Regions from separate parts of the Mus musculus genome. Here region 1 is linked to region 2. Evidence: chromatin contacts called from public promoter capture Hi-C data. All regions are on one chromosome and are shown on one strand. Each heading gives the region's core, a stretch centred on a gene start, on an enhancer-like site or on the middle of the called end of the contact. The rest is flanking DNA. Distances are from core to core; before and after follow the strand shown. Region 1 overlaps Brpf3 (bromodomain and PHD finger containing, 3). Region 2 overlaps Srpk1 (serine/arginine-rich protein specific kinase 1).

The links. Capture Hi-C pulls out chosen DNA fragments and counts their contacts.
Region 1: a promoter capture Hi-C map of liver shows a contact between it and region 2. The contact joins two enhancer-like sites. A contact is called at or near these places in 2 of 484 Hi-C or Micro-C datasets (bone marrow-derived macrophages and nephron progenitors), 6 of 115 datasets of contacts at active chromatin or transcription factors (bone marrow-derived macrophages, effector CD8 T cells, embryonic stem cells and 3 more) and 3 of 9 other capture datasets (adipose tissue, liver and pancreatic islet).

What each region holds. Positions count from the first base shown.
Region 1 is chr17:28,807,750-28,814,317 of GRCm38.p6, reverse strand. Brpf3 (bromodomain and PHD finger containing, 3) reads right to left here. Exons shown (of 13, transcript NM_001081315.1): 3 at 3,649-3,805. Gm35883 (a long non-coding RNA gene) reads left to right here. Exons shown (of 4, transcript XR_003952337.1): 2 at 4,789-4,900. Among named protein-coding and RNA genes, the nearest start is that of Brpf3, 9.9 kb to the right of the region's middle. Within about 2 kb of position 1,742, at least 17 of the 459 cell types and tissues checked have an H3K27ac peak or open chromatin away from gene starts, as enhancers often do. A contact at or near this core is called in liver, where this site is marked.
Region 2 is chr17:28,589,195-28,595,630 of GRCm38.p6, reverse strand. It overlaps Srpk1 (serine/arginine-rich protein specific kinase 1), which reads left to right. Exons shown (of 16, transcript NM_016795.4): 13 at 1,354-1,461; 14 at 3,344-3,413; 15 at 4,338-4,430; 16 at 5,390-6,043. The coding sequence ends at 5,574. Among named protein-coding and RNA genes, the nearest start is that of Lhfpl5, 17 kb to the right of the region's middle. Within about 2 kb of position 4,035, at least 31 of the 459 cell types and tissues checked have an H3K27ac peak or open chromatin away from gene starts, as enhancers often do. A contact at or near this core is called in liver, where this site is marked.

The sequences.
Region 1 (6,568 bases), core at 493-2,992, 220 kb before region 2:
GTTGAAGGAATCGCACCCTACAGCTTTGCCTTGGCTAGAAAACAGTGAAGTTCTTACTAGTAGATGGAGGTTTAAAATAGTTTGGTCAGGGCTGGAGAGATGGCTCTGCAGGTTAGAGCACTGACTGCTCTTCCAGAGGTTCTGAGTTCAGTTCCCAGCAACCACATGGTGGCTCACAACCATTTGTAATGGGATCTGATGCCCTCTTCTGGTGTGTCTGGACAGTGATAGTGTACTCATATATAAGATAAAGAAATCTTTAAAAAAAATAGTTTGGTCAAACAGTGAAAATCAGCAAATGCGGGGCTAGAGGGTGGGTACCGCTCTTGCACAGGACTGATTTACAACTTCCTCTAACTCCAGCTCCTAGGAATATGCCTCTGGTCTCTACAGGCACCTGCACACAGTGGCAGCCACTACCTGCTTAGTGTTTAAACACAGGCACACACACTTGAGAAGTAAAAAAACAAATAAATAAAATAAACCTTAAAAAAAAAAAAATCAGTGAATCCTGTTCCAGAAGTGGGCACTGTTGCTGAGGGATTTGCAACACAGGAAAATGACAGCTTAAAGGAACCAAAACCTGGGCCATAAAAGAAGTAGAGAATGCTGAGAGAACCCCCTCTGGCCTCTGAGGTACCAGGTCTCAGGACACACACTCCCCACACATTTATAATACACACACAAATTAAAAACAAAATAAACGGGGCTGGCTCAGTGGGTTAGAGCACTGACTGCGCTTCAAAAGGGTTCTGAGTTCAAATCCCAGCAACTACATGGTGGCTCACAACCATCTGTAATGGGATCTGACGCCCTCTTCTGGTGTGTCTGAAGTCAGCTACAGTGTACTTATGTATAATAATAAATAAATCTTTGGGCCAAAGCAGGCAGGGACTGAGAGAGCAGGGCCGACCCTAGCCAGTGGGGTTGACCAGAGCGAGCAGAGGTCCTAAAATTCAATTCCCAACAACTACATGAAGGCTCAGAACCATCTGTATAGCTACAGTGTACTGGCATACATAAAATAAATAAATCTTAAAAAAAAAAGAATTTAAAAAAATAAACCTTTTTGGGGGTTTGTTTGTTTGTTTTTTTAGACTGAGTTTCTCCGTGTAACAGCTCTGGCTGTCCTGGAACTTGCTCTGGAAACCAGGTGGCCTGGAACTCACAAAGACCTTCCTGCCTCTGCCTCCAGTGCTATAGGATAAAGCTGTGTGCTACCACCACCACCAGCTAAACCTTTTTATTTTTAACTGCTGAGAGAATACAAAACAGAGAGGCGTCTGGATAGGGAGAGGTTTGGCTGGGAAGGCTTGCTAGGGTAAGCTAAGAGCTGCATATGCAGGAGAAGACATGCTGGCCAGCCAATCTAGCCAAACACTGAATTCAGTAACAGAGCCTGGAAGACGCCTGGTGGGCATGTCATCATACACACAAGATGCATGTCCACTGTGTGTGCGCACACAAACACACACACATAAACACTCACACAAACACACATAAACACACACACTCACACACCTCGAAGAAATCAAAAAAGGCTGTAAAGGTGCATAGAGACCTGTGGACACAGAGATCCATGATGGCAATGTGAGGACTTGCTGGGAGGAGCCTGCTAATGCTGTAGAGACTTCAGGAAGCAGAGGTTGAAGAGAGGCCAGATAGATTAGATTGGCCTGTGACTCAGGCTCAGGCAGAGTGAGCAAACGGGAGGCTCGAGGCATGGGTCAGGTGAACTTTGTGCTTCTCTGCAGCGGCGTGGGAGGATCCGAAGGCAGATGGGATGGAGCAGGTGAGAAAGAACTAACTAGTGCTGTGGGCAAGGGGAAGGAACTAAGCAGGAGCAGAAAACACTACCTAAGCATGTGGTGGCTGCCACGTGGGACAGGCTACAGACCACGGGCTGGGCCGTCGCCTGCATACTTACTATGAGAAGCTGAAGGGCAAAGGGCATCTATTCTTATTTTACGAAATTGGGCCACTCTGCTCTCACCCAGCCACCTCTTCTATGACATGACACTGGGCTGGCTGCTCAGGCTGTCCTGGAGTTCATCCTTCAGTCAAGCTGTGTGGATTTTTTTTTTTTTTTTTTGGTTTTCTGAGACAGGGTTTCTCTGTGTAGCTCTGGCTGTCCTGGAACTCACTCTGTAGACCAGGCTGGTCTCGAACTCAGAAATCCGCCTGCCTCTGCCTCCCAAGTGCTGGGATTAAAGGCGTGCGCCACCACCGCCTGGCAACAATACGTTTTTTAACAAAGCTATCTTTTGGCCTCAAAGAGACTAAACTTTTGGCAAACTCTACAGCCCAGTGAATAATATGCTTTGAGATCACTGAGTCTATGTATTCAATCTGCTGTCCTACTATATACTTAGCCTGTTTAGGTTTAAGAGAACAAAGTGTCACTGTTGGATTTCCTATGCAATCAACTTTTATAACCTAAGCATAGCTTTCATCTTATGTTCTGTTCCATGTCTTTGACACAGTTGTGTGTGTGCTGTGATAATCATTTGCTGAAAACAGTCAACAGGTTAGAAATGACCTTAAGGGCCAGGCGTGGCGGCCTTTAATCCCAGCACTCGGGAGGCAGAGGCGGGCGGATTTCTGAGTTCTAGGCCAGCCTGGTCTACAGAGTGAGTTCCAGGACAGCCAGAGCTATACAGAGAAACCCTGTCTCCAGAAACCAAAAAAAAAAAAAAAAGAAAGAAATGACCTTAAATATCCATAAATTTTAAAAACAACATGTGGATATAGCTTGTTAAGGTCTATCTGCAGTATTGAGTGTTTCTAGGTCAAGATATAATGACTTCTTCCTGATAAAACTGTCTAATTGTTCTGTAAGGAATCATTTCACTTGGGCTGGAGACACAGCAGAGCACTTAAGAGCACGGGCTACTGTTGCAGCGGAACAGGGTTTGGTTCCCAACACCTACACTGTAGTTAACAACCATTTATAATTTCAGTCCCAGGCCAGCCAACACCCTCTTCTGGTCTCTGTGAGCAACAGACACGGACATGGTACACAAACACTCATGCAGGCCAAATACTCATACACACAAAATAAATCTCTAACAACCAACCAACCAACCAGAATCTCTCATTCGGTCCCCATCCCATTGTTTCTGTGCTGTTCAATTAATACAGAGGAAAGCCCTGTTAGGTACAGGCAGGGCAGACATCAGACACAGGTATAACTCACAGGCACAACAGACAAAACACACACACACACACACACACACACACACACACACACACACACACACACACCAGGCAACAGAAAGACTACAGATAAGCCAGAGAGATGGAAGACGCAAGGAGGAAAGTGAAAAACTGAAGTTTGACCAAATGAATTCAAGAGGAAATGGCTTTGTTCTCATTCCTTAATGACACAGTTTAGCGTTCTCTATTGTTATCTATAGTGCAGGAACTATGTAAAACATCTCCCTTCAGAAGAGACCCCTGCCAGGTCTGAAGATCTCTGCGGTGCTGGTAAACTCTTCTGGACAGATCACTCAGAGGGTGATCTGCTATTGGCAAAGGCTTCCTGGGAGGCGGAGGCGGAGGCGGCAGTGGTGGCACCATCTCACGTCCACCATCTCCTCCTGTCCCCCCAGTTTTCTTCACAAGCTGCCAACAGTCACCCGTACCTACCTGCTCAGCATTTCTCTGGGACTGTAAGTGGGAGTGCAGGCGCCTGATGAGGGGGACACCGTTCCGAGCCTGCCGCTTCAGCAGCCAGTAGTTGTGAAGCCGCTGCATGAACTGGGTCTTCCTCTGAAAGGAGAGACCACTACAGATCTTGTTCAACCTTGGGCAGAGGCACAGGGGAGTGAGAGACAGGTCAGTGGGAAGCTCGGGATACACGCCGCTCGCTGTACATCCCATTCAGATCTCAGTTCATTTCTCAACCTTACAGAGGAAAACAGAAGGAAGTGACCAAATGTCTCAGCTTGGGGGAAGGCAGGGAGAAGACAGCAGAGTTAGGCAGCTCGGCACGAGAGACCGAGCGGCCATGTTTCCCCTGCTTCTCCGGCTGCCTTGGAGAACTGATCTTCTGAGGGAACCCTCTCTCAGCCCTACTGCCTGTCGTTAAGGAACTTTCAGTAAGGTACTGAGAAACAGGCCTGTGCTCCGGAACCCACAGCCTCCTTCTGACAACAGCACAGAGAAAACAAGCTTTTGAGTATGCTGTGTGCTGTGTTGCCAGACCCTGCCTTTTGTGGCTGAGGACCTCGCCAGACCCTGGGATAGCCCACAGCCAAGCTCAAAGAAAATGTGCCAGGTTACTGCTTTCTGTACCCAAACGTAATCCCTCAGAGTAATGTGACCTCTGAGGGGTTTTGTGTGCGGATGCAGGGTCGTGAGAGACGGGGTCTCACTGTACTACTCAGGCTGGCCTTGTACTTAGGACCCTCCTGCCTCAACCTCCCAAGTAACTGAGATTATAGCCACCTGACCTCTGATTTTTATCATTTAAAAACTCTTAGCACCCTAAAAATGCCTAAATTTTAGGCAATCAAAGGGAAAAGGAGAAAACAACAATCTAAATATAGATAAATATACAGGATAGATGCTCTTAAAAAGTAGCCAGCAAGTGAGGTCTTAAGATCTGGGTTATAGGAGCCGGGCGTGGTGACGCACGCCTTTGATCCCAGCACCTGGGAGGCAGAGGCAGGCGGGTCTCTGGGTTATGACAGCTATGTAACAGCTCTGGGGCTGGGCAGGAAAGGATCTAATGAGCCCTCAGGGACAACAGCACTGTCCCCTCCCCCACTGTCCCACTAATAACAGGCACATGAGGAACTCAGGCTGGGTTGCCAACTCCTGACACAGCTAAGAAGACAAGTGGCTCCACTTGGGATCCAACGCCTTGACCTCTTCACTACCATAGTCCACGCCCAAGGTAAGCAAGGCCCCAGTGCCCCTCTGCTTTATCTCTTTGCCTCACTCCATGGGAGGAGAGCTAACTGTAGCTAATCGAGATAAAACCTAAGAAAGATGGGGCAAGCAGGGTGGACGCTGCCACTCCCTGCCTTCCATCTCTAGTCAGATGTCCTCGCCCAAAGCCAAGCTTACCTAGGCCTTTTCCCACCAGCACCCATGCCAAGCACACCTGCCCACTTGCAGGCCAGCCCCTCCCTCTGCCTACTGGCCATGGTGGGGTCAACAGCATTTGTGCGGGTGGGGTGGGGATAAAACAACACAGCAGCAGCAGCAGTAGCCACCATTTATTGAGCACTTACAACCTGCCAGGTACTGTGCTAAGACTTTGACTCAGATTTCTCTTAACTCTATCTGGTGAGTTTGCTCACAAACTCAGGCTTAGAGCAATTAGATAACTTACCAAAGGTCACACAAGTATTACGTGGTGTGTTTCTTCTTAGCCAGCGAATCTGGCTTCTGGGAAAGGCAGCTCAAACAGCTATGACAGACAACCAAGAGCTAGCCCTAGGGCAAGGCCACCGTACAAATGGGGACTAAGCACTGACCCAGTTACCTCAAGAAAGAGGTAACCAAGACCAGCTCTGTCTTGAAGACAGAGTTGCTGAAGTTCTCGAAATAAGAGCCCCCGTCCCGATCTTGCTCGGGTACCTTCCCAGCGTGGCAGGTCTGGCTGCCGGTTCTCCTCACAGTGCCAGTTTCCTCCAAGCCGCCAGATGCTCTTTTACCCATAACCTTCCAATCAAGAGAGCCTAGCACTTTCAGCCCAGAAGCTGCCCTTCTCCACCTTAGAACAGGATGTGGCATGTAGTAAGTGCTCAATAAATACTTCATCGCATGAACAAAGGAGAGAGCAACTTTACCTCCCGTGGCTGTGGTTTCTTCATCTGGGAATGTGGGAGAAGGTGCAAGGACTACATTAGATGAAAAGCCTCCAAGATTCCCTCCTCCTCTAAGGCTGTACATTTGTCTTCCTTTCCTTTGCTGTTTCTGGACATGGGCTCACTGTGCAGCCCTCGCTGGCCTAGAGCTCATTATGTATACCAGGCTGGACTTAAACTTCTGGAGATTTATCTGACTCTGCCTCCCAAATGCTAGGGTTAAAGGTGTGTAGCACCACAGCTACCATTGTATACCTTTTAAAGGAATCAGCCTTGAGGTGGGCTCTGCTGGAAAATGTTCCCTGCTAAGCTCCCCCCACCCCATCCCCGTACCCCCCAGCTACTAAACTGACTTTTTTTTTCTTTTTTCTTTTTTTTTTTTTTTTTTTTTGGTTTTTCAAGACAGGGTTTCTCTGTATAGCCCTGGCTGTCCTGGAACTCACTCTGTAGACCAGGCTGGCCTCAAACTCAGAAATCTGCCTGCCTCTGCCTCCCAAGTGCTGGGATTAAAGGCGTGCGTCACCACCGCCGGCTAAACTGACAATTTTTAACCCAGGTGCAGTGCTCTCTCTGAGGACTCTGAGGGAGGGGCTGGAGACTTGGCTCTAAAACTCCACTTTTCCCAACATCTAAAGCTTCTCAAGAGGAGGGCTGCCCCACCCACATACATCCCTCGTGAACAGTGTTAACACTTGCAGGCTTCCCACTGGAATCCAGTGTGAGCCCTTGGGGTTGTCACAGAGGCAGTA
Region 2 (6,436 bases), core at 2,786-5,285:
TGCTCTTCCGAAGGTCCAGAGTTCAAATCCCAGCAACCACATGGTGGCTCACAACCATCTATAATGAGATCTGATGCCCTCTTCTGGTGCATCTGAAGACAGCTACAGTGTACTTACATGTAATAAATAAACAAATCTTTTTTTTAAAAGAAGAAGACTGTATGTTTTAAAAAAAAAAAAAAAAAAGACTAGAAATCAACAGCAGGAATAACTCTAGGGATTGGAGAGATGACTTGAGGCTGTGCATGGGCGGTCAGAGGACAGCCTGCCAGAGTTGGTCCTCTCTAGGGCGTGGGATCCAGGGATAAAACGCAACAAAGCCCTGAAGGCCGGGCTCCTCCTCCTGTTTGTTTAAGGTTTATTTAGGTTAAGAATACTTCTGCCCTGCTTGCCAAGCCTCATGTCAAGCCTCAGCCTGAGCTACGCCGCCTCACTTCTGATGGCTGTCTGTCTTAACAGGGCTGTAGACTTTGCCTTTTGTACTCTTATTTTACACATTTGATTGTCGTTTGAGCTTGTTTACTTTTGATCGTTCATTGTATGGGAGCATGCATGTGTGCACCAGTGTGCCACAACATGCATGTGGGTCAGAGAACAATTGCAGAAGACAGTGTGGGTAAGCTAGCTCTCTCTGTCTCTGTCTTTGTCTCTGTCTCTCTCTCCTCTCTCCCCCTCTCTCTCTGCTTGCTGGCAGGCTCTTACCTGCTGATCACTGATGGCTCTTGTTTTCTCTACTTGTATATATTTTTTGTTTGCTTGCTTGGTTTGGGTTTCTTTGTTTTGCTTTTTGAAACAGCCTCATTGTAACCATGGCTGGCCTGGTTAGCCATGTAGACCAGATTAGCCGTGTAGAATTCAGAGATTTGCCTTCCTTTGCCTCTCCCAAGTGCTAGGATTGAAGGCATGTGCCATCACACCGGCTCTAATAGTTTTCTTTTCTTTTCTTTTCTTTTCTTTTCTTTTCTTTTCTTTTCCTTTCCTTTCTTTTCTTTTTTGGTTTTTCGAGACAGGGTTTCTCTGTATAACCCTGGCTGTCCTGGAACTCACTTTGTAGACCAGGCTGGCCTTGAACTCAGAAATCTGCCTGCCTCTGCCTCCCGAGTGCTGGGATTAAAGGTGTGTGCTACCACGCCGGGCTATTTTTATTTTCTTAATAAAGCTATTGTTATTCCTAAGTCTGTATGTCTAAACTAAATTAAGGCTCAATTTTAAGTTATCTGGAGTAGCAGTAAGACAGGTTGTTAAATAAGTTTTGCAGACAGCTTGCTTTAGTTTCCATCGTTAAGTAAGCCTTAGTTACTTCCTGTTTTAAATAAATGAGTATTAAGGATCTCCACTCCTTGACTCACTCAGCACAAGCATTTCACTGAAGATATCCAGACACGGCAGTATCGGTCTTTGGAAGTCCTGATAGGATCTGGCTACAACACCCCTGCTGACATCTGGAGCACAGCATGCATGGTGAGCCCTGCCCACTGCCTTCCCTGTTTGCTAATGCAGTACTGAGCAGAGTGTCACACAGCTGCTCTCAGTGTTATGTCAGAAACCATGGGCGTGGCATGGTGGGGTGAGGGCAGGGGTGGGGTGGGTTGAAAGCCATTGTTCAAAGGCATTCTTTTTCCTGTATTGGTTACTATTGTCCTTGAGCTTATAGCCTTGACCTGTTTGCAGACTTGGGATGCCACTGGAAGGATGCTGTCCTCTGCAGTGGGGCCACTCCTCAGATGTCTGGGTCAGTCAGGTGTGAAGCCCGGGCACCTGTGAATCCACACGTCGCTGCTTTACGCTGGGGAGTTTATGCCTTGATTTAGTTTTCCCCTTTGTTACAGTCTGTGCTTGTCAACATCAGCCAGTGGGCGTGCTTTCCTGTGGACCTAGGCTTTGAGTTTGAGTTGAAGCTTTCTGTGCTCAGAAAGACCCTGACTGCTCAGGCCACACAGGTTGGGGACATAGTCCCTTCACTTGGTTTTACACAGTGGCCTTGGGTTCCTGCTTTTCCAAGTCAACTCACACTCAAACTGGCTACAAGCACTAGCTTGGTATTTTGTTACCCTTTATACCTTTGTACAAATTCAAGACCAGACATAGAGAAGACAGCTTGGTGGGCATGGGGGTGTCACACTTGCTGAAAGTGTCACTCCCAGGGAAGCTCCCCTGTGTGTCAGGTTTGCACACTTACACTTTAATTGCTGTTTTATTAGTCCCAGCAGTAAGCCAAGAGGAGAGGCTTACAGAGGAGAGGTGGGAACTTGTTAAGCCTGGTGAGGCAGAAGGATTGCCAAGAATCCAAGTCCACCTTGGGCTGCATAGTCTGGAAAATGTCCGTGTAATCTGGAATGTAAATTATGTTTCCAACTCTGTAGGATTCCAGTGCAGGATGGGGCTGCTTGTCTCATGGGTGGTTTATGTGCAGCCTCTCAACACCCGCTGCGCCCTCTGCTGGCCACGGGGAGAAACTGGGGCCTGGAAGAGAGCACTGTCATCAAGCTACATATTTCTGGCTACAGAGTGCCATGATGAAATCTGACTCATCTCAGATACCATTTCTTGGTGGCTAGAAGAGTCTTGAAGGCCCATGACCTAGCTCTGGATAAAGGCACCTGATAAGCTGACTCCAAGCCCTGAGACATACATGGAGGGAAAGAAAGAGCCAACTCTTAAAAGTTGTTCCCACAGTCACCAGAGAGCTAGTAAGAAACAAGCAGCTAAACATTTGTTGTAAAGAGCATCCCGCTAGAATCCTACAGACATTCCAGGTTACAAGGACATTTTCCAGACTGTGCGGCCCAAGGTGGACTCGGATTCTTGGCAGTCCTGCCTCGCCAGGCACAACAAGTTCCCGCCTTTCCTTTAAATTTTTTTTTGTTTTGTTTGGGTCCCCCCTCCCCTGCCGAGACAGGGTTTCTCTGTGTAGTCCTGGCTGTCCTGGAACTCACTCTGTAGACCAGGCTGTCCTCAAACTCAGAAATCTGCGTGCCTCTGCCTCCCGAGTGCTGGGATCAAAGGCGTGCGCCACCATGCCCAGCTAAACATTTGTTTTAAAGAGCATTCCGAGCGCTCCGTCTGTTGAAGTGCGGCTGTGTTGTGTGGTGAGAAGCAGTTAGCCCACTGCTGGTCGGCTCCGCTCTGCTGTGCTCTGTGCTCTCCTTTCCCTCAGGCTGCCCCAACATCAGTGCTGACTGAGGAGGCTTTTCTCCTTTTCCCATTTTATTGGTCTGTAGCTGTCATTCAGAAGCAATCTGAGATGCTTCTCAAGTGGCCGTCTAGGTTTGGGATCAGATAGCAGAGGCTTTGCAGCTGTGTTCTGTTTCTCTGATACTTTCATGCGCTGTCTCTTCCTTAGGCCTTTGAACTAGCCACAGGGGACTATTTGTTTGAGCCTCATTCAGGGGAGGATTACACACGAGATGAAGGTGAGTCCCGTTTGCCAGCTGTTTGTGTGTAGCTGTTTTGCTTTTCACTGTAACTGGCATCGTTTGTTGGCACCAAAGGCCTCTGGTACTGCTCTAGGTTTGTATGAGACCCCAAAACAGGAGAAATGCAGCCAGCGTAAAGCTGGGTGGGACAAGGATGTCGTCATAGCACTGAGGAGGCAAAGCCAGTAAGGAAGTGCTTGCCTGGGAAAGTGTGAGCTAAGGAGTGCAGTGTCTATGTAAAAGGTGCCGGTGGTGTGCTTGCCCCTCCTCGCAGTTGGTCAGCACTCCCTTGGTGGTCCTTTACTTAGCGGTTGTGGAGGTCTGCCATGCTGACGTGGCATTTGCTCTGCTACATCCTGGTTATGGCTTCCAGAGCAGCTGCAGTGTGGCTAAGCTCAGGAAGCTCACAGTCAGGCAGCACGCTTGTGGGCCTCAGGCTTCCTGAACACTGTGCTCTGCTTTGGTCTCACGTTGACCAGCTAATCCTTGAAGCTATTCGTGGGAAGCCTTGTTTGCTGCTTCCCTTCACCTTGACACTGCTGTCTCACCCCTATCTCTGCCCCCCTGGCACTTGCTGCAGAGCTGATAGGCAGGCTTCCAAGGCCCTTTGGCTACAGTTGGAAATGGTCACAGGACTTCCTCGCTCGCTCTCAGAGACAGACAGGCTCAGGGACACAATTTGAGGGAGCAGAGCTTCTCACACCAAGGCTGACTCTTGATCTCACTGTGGAGAGAGCAGTGCTGAGGTGTTTGTCTTTGGAGGGGACCCTGCATTAGATAAACTGTCTGTTTCTTCTGCTTTAGGTCAGAAAGCAAGTATGCAGTGCCTTACAGAATGGTATGTGCACCGCTCTGTATGCTGTGTCTAAAGTCACTTCTGTCATTCTGCTCTGTTCTTTCCTCTGAAATGTCTGTATGCAGACCACATCGCCCTGATCATAGAACTTCTGGGGAAGGTGCCTCGCAAGCTCATTGTGGCAGGAAAATACTCCAAGGAATTTTTCACCAAAAAAGGTAAAACCAATCTGTCTGTTCCCAGCCATTAAAGGAATAAAAATGTCTAAAACAAGAAGGTAAGTCTATCTGGGTCATGTCCTCTAGCTCCTGCAGAAAGCAGGAAGGACTCCCTGAACCCTCGTGTGGCTTCGCAGGTGCTGGATGGTGTGAACAAATGCTCCGCTCAGCTACACTCTTGGGTTTATTTGGCTTTTGGTTGGTTTCTTCCGTGTGTTCAGGCTGTCTTAGAACTTATATCTGTGCCCCACCCCTACTTAAAACTGTGTTTGGTTTTGTGTTTCTTACACCTCAAAGCTGAGACTGAAATGGAAAATAAATCTCACTCGATGTAGAGAGCTATGTGCTCTGGTGTGTCAGGCCTCATGCCTTCTCCTCAGCTGTGACAATGCTGAGTCACCCTTAGAAGGTGGAAAGGTGCTCTCCAGGGTCCTTTTGTGTGCAAAGTCAATGGTGCCCCAGTCACCTCACTTGGAGGTTCTTATCACTTGCCTGGGGAAGTTGTTAGTAAGTAACTGGTTGCTTTTAAGTTATTTGTACGGGCAGGGAAGAGGACCCAGTCCCAGCTGCCTAAGGCCAAAGCCAGGATTTGAAGGTCAATATGGGCAATATAAGCAAGACCCAAGCAAAAGCCTGAAAACCGTCACTTCAGGCTTGAAGGCACACCTCAGTGCTAGGAGGCTGCCTTGCTCACAAACGCTGGTGTGAACCGAGCACCATTTGTAGAAGGGGAAAGATCCAGCCCAAGGAGCAGTTGAACTGAGCTTTCTGAGTGAGGCCAAGCTGCTAGCTGTGTGGGTGATCTTATACAAGTCTGTCATGCTGTTAGCTTTTTATTTGTAAATCATTGCCTCATTTTGAAGCAGCTAGAGTATTGAGCTGTAGAAGGTTGAGCCATTGGGATGCCTGAACACACCATGAGAGGTGGGGACTGTCTGAGCCTGTGCTGTCTCCCACAGGTGACCTGAAGCACATCACCAAGTTGAAGCCTTGGGGTCTTCTGGAGGTTCTGGTGGAGAAATATGAGTGGCCTCAGGAGGAGGCTGCCGGCTTCACAGATTTCCTGCTGCCCATGTTGGAGCTTATGCCTGAGAAGAGAGCCACTGCTGCTGAGTGTCTCCGGCATCCTTGGCTAAACTCCTAAGCCAGTCCTGCCACTGCAGCAGAGCTCATCATATGGACCTTCCCTCCAGCCCACCCCTCAAACTTCCCTCTCCTTTTTCAGGGCAAAGCTCTTTCTTTCAAGGGTTTCTATTTTTTTTTTAAACCAACATGTTCATTTGGGTTTGCTTCCTTGATCCTGTGGAAATTCCCACGGCCATTGGGCATCCTAGGTGAATTTGGCCTTGGTTGGGCTCTGCCAAAGACTAAAAGTGTGAACAGCCTCACCCTCTGCCCTGCCATCTTATTAGGTTGTCAGTGCCCTTTCTAAGAAGAGCTGTGAAGATCTGTGAGCCCATCCATCCTCTTTATTCACTGACTCTGAGAGTCACACTTTCTCGTGCACATCCGCCGCCAGCACAAGATTGAGGAGGGGAGGGCTGTGGATTCTGTGAACAGCAGAGACATTAAATGCGCTGTATCCAGGCTGCATCATCTTCCTGGATTCTATCTGTGGTTTCTATGCTCACATTTTTTTCCTGCGACTTTTATGCTACATTTTTCGATGAGCAACCAGTTTGGGTACCATTTTATCACTGTTGAAAGTATTGTTGGATCCCTCTCATCTTCTCACAACTAAGTTCCTGGAATCTTGAGTCTGTTGTTTTTGTTTTTTTTTTTTTTTTTTTTTTTTTTTTGGTTTTTGTTTTTTTTGTTGTTTTTTTTTTTTTTTTTTTTTTTTGGTTTTTTTGTTTTGATTTTTCGAGACAGGATTTCTCTGTGTAGTCCTGGCTGTCCTGGAACTCACTTTGTAGACCAGGCTGGCCTCGAACTCAGAAATCCGCCTGCCTCTGCCTCTCAAGTGCTGGGATTAAAGGCGTGTGCCACCACGCCCAGCTGAGTCT